2 separate regions of the Oryzias latipes genome follow, and region 1 is linked to region 2. Evidence: chromatin contacts called from public Hi-C data. All regions are on one chromosome and are shown on one strand. Each heading gives the region's core, a stretch centred on a gene start, on an enhancer-like site or on the middle of the called end of the contact. The rest is flanking DNA. Distances are from core to core; before and after follow the strand shown. Region 1 holds the start of LOC110017318 (Krueppel-like factor 6). Region 2 has its middle 73 kb from the start of LOC105356655.

Region 1 (3,534 bases), core at 213-2,712, 160 kb before region 2:
CTCCGGATTTTGACCGGCAAGTGCAGGTCGCCGTGGCCGGCCGCCCAGCCGCCCATGACGGCCTCCGGGGAGGACGGCGGCGTGCTGATGACGGAGGGGCTAAAAGGTCCGGAGCCCGCCAAAACGGAGCCCAGCGGGTTGGAGGCGAAGCTGTGCGTGGGCGAGAGCTCCTCGGAACTGTCCGACGCCTCGCTGCTGGCGTCCGAGTTCACGCTGTTGCTGTCCAAAATGGGGCTGTCCTGATTGTCCTCCTCGTGGGACGGCACCAGCTTGGGGTCGGACCCGGCCTTGGCCTTGTCCCCGCAGGCCAGGATCAGCTTACTCCACAGGTCCTCCTGGCTATCGAACTTTAAGTCGGACGTGGAGACGTACGGCTCGCTCTGCAGGTAACGCTCCAACTCCAAGCATGTCTGGGGGGGGGGGGACACCATGAGACAATCGTCTTTTATGAAAAGGCTTCAACGCGGAAGTTGCAGAAAATGAATAAACATTTGGAGTATTAGAACGATTTCCAAATCTACTCTTAACTTCTTTTTTGTGGACAACTCCTGCAAAACAAAAAAAAAAGCTCTGCAACTCTGCAGCGACGAACGTGCCCTGTCATTTCATCACACCGCCATGACTCACTGAACATATTTAAAGTCCTTTTAAGGAAGTGCCTGAACACACACACACACACACACACACACACTCCAGCACCAGAGGCCATTCAGCTGCCTTTCCTCATGTCACTGACATGAAATCACATCCTTCCTCAACCAGCTTCAACAACCCCAACACTTTTTAGGCTAAAATAAAAGGGGGGGTCTTTAAGATCTATTAAGGGGATGGGGGCTCACTCAGTGACGGGTGGGATGCTGATTTGGTCCACTAAACAGCAAAAAAATAAAAAATAAAACAACGACAACATTCTGCAGGAGCTGCAGCATTCACTGCATGCATCCTCGACTCCAGCTGTCAGACTGACACACTGATCCACTGCAAGTCTGACGCCAACTTCGCCTCTAAACCCTGTTCGTTGAAGGGTACGAATTAAAGAAAGCGTCTGTTTTTGTTGGTTTTTTCACCCTCATGGGTAAATAAAGACATAAATAAAATAAGTTGATATTCACCTGCTGCCAGTACTCTTCCAGTGACGGTAAGGCGGAGAAATAGCCCGTGTCATGAACTATTTGAAGTTCCTGAAAGATGCTGCACATCGGTAAAACATCCATTTCCCCCGCGCGTCTCACAGTAGCCCTACGCGGTTTAAAGTGTGCCTCCGGCCGGAGAAGAAGAAGAAAAAAGCCACTCAGACGAGTTAGAACGACTCCAAAACAAATATGGAAACCAAAGGTTCTTGTCTTGGAGACCAACAGCGGACGCGAAGTCCGTCCCCCCGTCAAATCCCCGACACTTCCTTCTCCTCTCCGCTTCGAATATTTGCAAACACCGAACTGGACGAGGAGCGACTGCGCTCTGCAAACTTCCCTATTCAAACCAACACCTCCGCCGCCCCGCCTACTGTCCTCTTGCTACGTCAGCGGCGTCTCGGCCAATCAGCAACGAGCAGCGTAAGGCAGCTCAAATGATATCACACTCACCCAATCACGAACGCCTCTCTTTTTCATTTGTTTTCTTCCCTCCGTTTTGATAGGTCTATTCGATTGGAGCTCGCTGCTGATTGGTCGGTTATTTTTAGGCTAGTATATAAAGCGCTGCCGAGCTCCCTCAGCTTGTAGTTCTCACCGACGGCCAAACTCTGCTGCACAGACAGCGCATGTGAGCCGAAACTGTACACTTATGTGGAAAACATCCCTGCAATCTTAGCCACAAATAGCATCTGCAACACTGCTGTTTAGATGGGCTGAGCTCTTCCCCTCCAAAAAACCTGTGGTTAAGTCTTTGCACCATGTCTTGGGACACTGACTAATTGCTGGCAGGATGTCATGGTGTTATCTTACAGGAAACTTTTGTCTTCACTTCTCCTGTATGACTAAATTTGTGACATACAGAACATACTTCTGCTTTATCACCGAAAGGCAGAAGCTTTGCCCTGCAGCCGAAATGCAACAAACTGCAGCCTTTTTTGTAATCGGTAAAATAAAATAAAGGGAAAAATGTATAAACTAATTGGATCTTTAAAGAACATAAAGCTAAGGTGCATTCAAAAGCATAAAAAAAACAGCCTTTTAATCTGCAGCCATTATTTATGGATTAACTTTGGTTGTGCTTATTGATGTTGACGGGATTTTGAAAGGTATAAGTAGCTCTTGTTAAAATGTCAGTCTGTTCTTTTACGAGTCAATCTTTGTGAAGCTGTGTCAGACTGTGTTTTTTCACATATTACTAACAAGGTTAGGAGTTAGCCTAGTCACAGTGACGTTTGTTTTAGTGGTATCAGTCTGTTTTTACGTGTTGCATACAAGGCTGGGAGTTACAGATTTTAACTTGGCTAACCCTTCTAACGTGTGGCGTATTAGTGTGAATGCAGTTAATGAAGTCTGACTGACTGACAGACTTATCTCAGACTCTTTTGTCTCACTTAATGTGCCTTAGAGTTCGGTGCACCTTATAAATGACATTGTTTCTAAAATAGACCACTCATTGAGAGTGCACCTCATAATTTGGTCCTGAAAATGCTGTAAAATAAGAAGCAGGATAAGATGTTCTGAGTTAAAGTATATTTTCCCCCACTTACATTAAGTATCATGATCGCTGTAAAAAATATAAATAAATCAAAAATATCATTTTAGACACAAATAACTAACAATGGATGCTACTTTAAAAAGGTTTGCTGGAAATAAACTGTTTTTTCTTTTTTTCATATGCTAATATTTTGAAGAAAACGCTTTTTTTTTAATGACTATAGTTATTCTACTTTGTTTCAGCCTATTTTTTGTTGGGTTATTATTGAAGATTCAATCTAAACAACTTTAAGAGATGGAGTAATTCATATTTTCATTTTTTCTTTTCACACTGACAGAACCAACGTTTCCAAGAAACCAAATAAAACAAGAAGAGAGAAATTTTCCAGACTGGAAGCCTTCGTCAGGCAGCACGTTTCAAAACACAGATGGTTATCAGAGTAATACAACTAAACTGCAACACCCAGAATTCCTCAGCTGTCTGGTGATACCCGGCTGCATTCTTGCATGAATGAATCCTCATTCCGGTAGCATTCCTCTCCATATTTTGGCCCTGACGACACGTAACCCCGAACAGCTCTTATCACTTCCTGTCTGAAGGGAGGACTCTCGTGCCACAGAGGCATCTCCTCTCGCAGCTAATTCATAAAGTCACAACTTGGCATGCCAAAGGCCTCCTGAGATAAACAGCATTTCACAAACAGAAGCCGCTTTTGTTTTCCAAGCTGCTGGAGATTTTGTGCTGCCGGCCCCCAAGCAGACAACTGAGCGGTCTTTGTGGCGTTTTCTATTTGCGAGGTCGCATTGGTCACCCGCAGCATCTGATTTGATCATAAGGCAATGGTGATGCCTTGTGGAGCCCGGAGCAGGCCTAGGTGTCCTGGAAAAGAAATTCCACGCTCCACCG
Region 2 (3,515 bases), core at 170-2,669:
AAGCATGTTTTTGGAGAGGAAGCCAACGTGCCTGGAGAAAATCACCAGCAGAACACAGAGAGGTCTGGGATTTGAACCAGGGTCCTCTGCTAAATTACGCCAACCTGAGTCTTTTGGCTAAAGCTTAAGCTGTCATCTACTTATATTCACTCTAGGACCTGGTTGAACTTTCAGCGCATGTCATGTAGATCCTGAAAAACGGCTGCAGAAACTGGTGTAACTATGCATGAACCTGAGAGTTTTGAATGTGGAAGCCCAAAACACACATTTACATAGACTGCTTTTTAGAAATGGCCGCTTTAACATGTGTTGTCAAGGCTTGTGTGAGCATAGCTGTAGTGTTAGCCAAATGTCTTTTGATATTCAAGACATTTGGTTTTGCTTGAACTTAAAACCACTATTTTTAATTTCTCCTACTTGATTGATTTTCAACGGTTGGCACTTTAGTGAATTAAAGTGGACGCCATCCATGCGTCACTACCAGATCGGAGTTGGTCAAAGTTTGATCTGGTTTAACTTTTAACCCGCATTCCATGGCCGCATGTTTTGTACGTAGAGACCAAAAACAGACTTAAAACCTTGCGTAGCTAGGCGTGAACATGAGAGGTTGAACACGGAAGCCCAAAACGCACATATGCCCACGTTTGCAAAGACTTTTCACTGGAAATGGTCGCCTGGACGGGAGTTCCCCTGGAAGGTGTCATCAAGTTTTGGAGGAAAAGCTAAGAGATAATAAAAACCACACAATTGTAACCAACAATGTAATGATGATATTAATTAAAAAAAAGACGCAAAATGTAATCAAAATAAGTGCCACATATTTCCATACCTCTCCATTTTTTGCCTTTTATGACGATTAGAATCTGCGTTTCATTTTGTTTTACTAACTAATTGTAACATTTTAATTATCAGCACCATTGTTGAAATTAATTTTTTTAATGTCTTCAAGTGTTTAAAGTCAAGATTACAAGATTTAAAAGCGATAAGGAAAGAGGTTTAGACCTTTTTTCCTCCAATAAGCTGAGGTTTTTTTGGAATTACAAATACATTTTGCATTAGGACCTTAGATTTCATGAAAATGGCTCAGGTCCGGCCAACCCATCCTAATAAGTAATCACCTTGGCACAGACTGCAGTCAAAACACTTAGTGTTCAAATTCGTGCAGCTGTCCATGAGCTGATTATGTGAGGATCTAATAAAAATGATTATGGCGTGATTGTTTCCTGAAACACCCATCAGTGTTTGCCGTCTGTGTGCTTGTGTTAGGGTAAATATGTAATGAATGAGCGGGGGAGTGACGTGATCTTTGCCTGTCGGAGCCACTTTCCCCACCCCCTGCGACCCTGGAGTCCAGAGGTTAATGACATCATTAGCATTCTGTCAGGGCTTGCCTGGCCTCTTTTTCCCGGCAGGGCTCGGTCTGCGCTTAGAGGCTGACTAAGCCGGGGACTTAACACCATTCAAGCCTGTGAGTAACGGTTGTGTGTGTGTGTGTGTGTGTGTCAGAGAGATGGGTGATGGGAGTTTTTTTTGTTTTTTGCGAACATCCCGAAAGTGTCACACGATACTGGTACTATATGAGTCAGAAGCTGAAGACGGAAAAAGTAAGGAGGGGAAAAGTGGATCAGAGTGACTGGACCTGTTTGAGGGAAGAGTCCATTACCCAAGAGAAACACACACACACACACACACACACAGAGTTAACTTTGTGTCAATCAAAGAGTCGTGTTTTAACTTTCCAAATGCATTTGCAAGCGCACATTTCAAACTCAAAAATGACTGTATGGCTGCCCTGCTGTTGTGTTTTGTAGCCCTTTAGAACCTTGTGAAAGTTTTGTGTTGCAAAAAACTATTTCAGTAAGGACAGATATTAGTAATACGAGTAAAGATTTATTAGTGTTATAGAAGAATGTGCATGAAGTAGGTCCATCATTTTGGAGGTTAGGCTCTGCGTATTGGATGAGTCGGATGAACTTGGAGTAAAGATGTATAATGCCCAAAATCTAGACGCTGATAATGATCAGAAGCCAGACCACGTCAAAGAGAACGGTTATCTAGACAGCAGGAATAACTATTCAGAAGTTTAAAGGGACAATATGATTGTGATTGGCTGAGGAGAAAGGCAGGCTATTTATGGTTAATTGATAGGAGTGTAATGATGAATTGACTTAAATCGACGAATCGATTTTTATTCCTATGATTTAATTAGACCAATCTGTCTAAAGCAAGTTGTTAATCGAATCGACCCAACGCTATAAAATTGTTTCAAAACAAAACAGTTATGTTGTTTCTCTGTCAGCTTTTCCCATCAGGGGTTGCCACAGGGAACGAGTCGCATGGTAAACTTGGCAATGTTTTATGCTGGATGCCCTTCCTGACGCAACCCTCTCAAAGCAGCCGGGCTTGGGACCGGCATAGAGGTGGAGAAGGGAACAGGGAGCAGCCCGGATTTGAGCCCTGGTTCCACGGATGGAAGGCGCTGCAAACCAGCACGAGCTAAACCGGCTCCCCCAAAACAAAACAGTTATAATTCTGATAATAATAAATACTATTTGGATAGAGACACAATAACCTAAAAATGACCATGACAGCGGACAACACATATGTGATGGTGGCAAAACATAATCAAGCTATTATTCTAGTCCGATGTGTGATAAAATAATTTGAATTTCGTAAAGACACGCGACCATACAGTGTGGTAGAATGTTCTTCTAATGTTCTCTTTGGATTATTTTATGTGGAAAAACAACAGTGGGCTGAACTTTATGGAACTAAAACGTGAACAGGTTTGCCATTAATTCTTTTTTACTTGTTTGTTTGTACACATATTTAATTTACACTTGATTATCTCGCAAGAAATACAAGAAATCTGGAAAACACACCTGTGCTGTTCAGTACCCAGCTATTTATGTCTGAGTCACACTGGTTGAATTTTTGGCTAAAGATCGATTGTAGGTTATTGAATGGGATTGTTCAGAGTGAACCAATATCGACTATGAATCATATCATCAACCACCGATTATGATGCGAATTAAATTGTTAAAACTAATTGTCACACCCCCTTTAATTGATGACAGTGTGTAGGACATAACAACCCACTATACCTGGAACTGAGGTAAACCAAAGCTTCACAAAAATGACTGAATCCTTTTTTCTAAGGGCCACAGACAAATAGTTATGTAATCGACGGGGCCCGCAGTACTGTCCTCAGGGGACATGTCGTCCAGTGTTCAGCTGCCACGCTTTCATTTCTCCATCACTTACTTCTCTTCTCTTCTATTGTCAATTAAGCAGGATCACACTTTCCCACAATGCAACAGATTGTTGCTGAGAAGGAGGAAAAAAAGAAATCGTCCATATGCCCAGATTCCCTCCCTACTCCCTCATTCCTGAAAGATTTAGAGCAGGACTATCCAGTACCCTGGATTTTAAGGTAATTCGGACACATGCTTACTACGTTTTTTTTTTGGTTTTTTTTAAGGAAAATGATGACACAAAAACCTAATAAACAGACT

What was found. A called contact is a pair of places that touch in the nucleus more often than the background predicts.
Region 1: a contact with region 2 is called in a Hi-C map of embryo, with 1.8 times the contacts expected there. The contact joins the promoter of LOC110017318 here to the enhancer-like site in region 2. A contact is called at or near these places in 2 of 5 Hi-C or Micro-C datasets (embryo and fibroblasts).

Annotation. Positions count from the first base shown.
Region 1 is chr20:9,495,761-9,499,294 of ASM223467v1, reverse strand. LOC110017318 (Krueppel-like factor 6) reads right to left here and starts at 1,462. Exons shown (of 4, transcript XM_023950116.1): 1 at 1,113-1,462; 2 at 1-410. The coding sequence starts at 1,214.
Region 2 is chr20:9,337,580-9,341,094 of ASM223467v1, reverse strand. No RefSeq gene overlaps it. Among protein-coding and RNA genes, the nearest start is that of LOC105356655, 73 kb to the right of the region's middle. Within about 2 kb of position 1,419, at least 4 of the 8 cell types and tissues checked have an H3K27ac peak or open chromatin away from gene starts, as enhancers often do. A contact at or near this core is called in embryo, where this site is marked.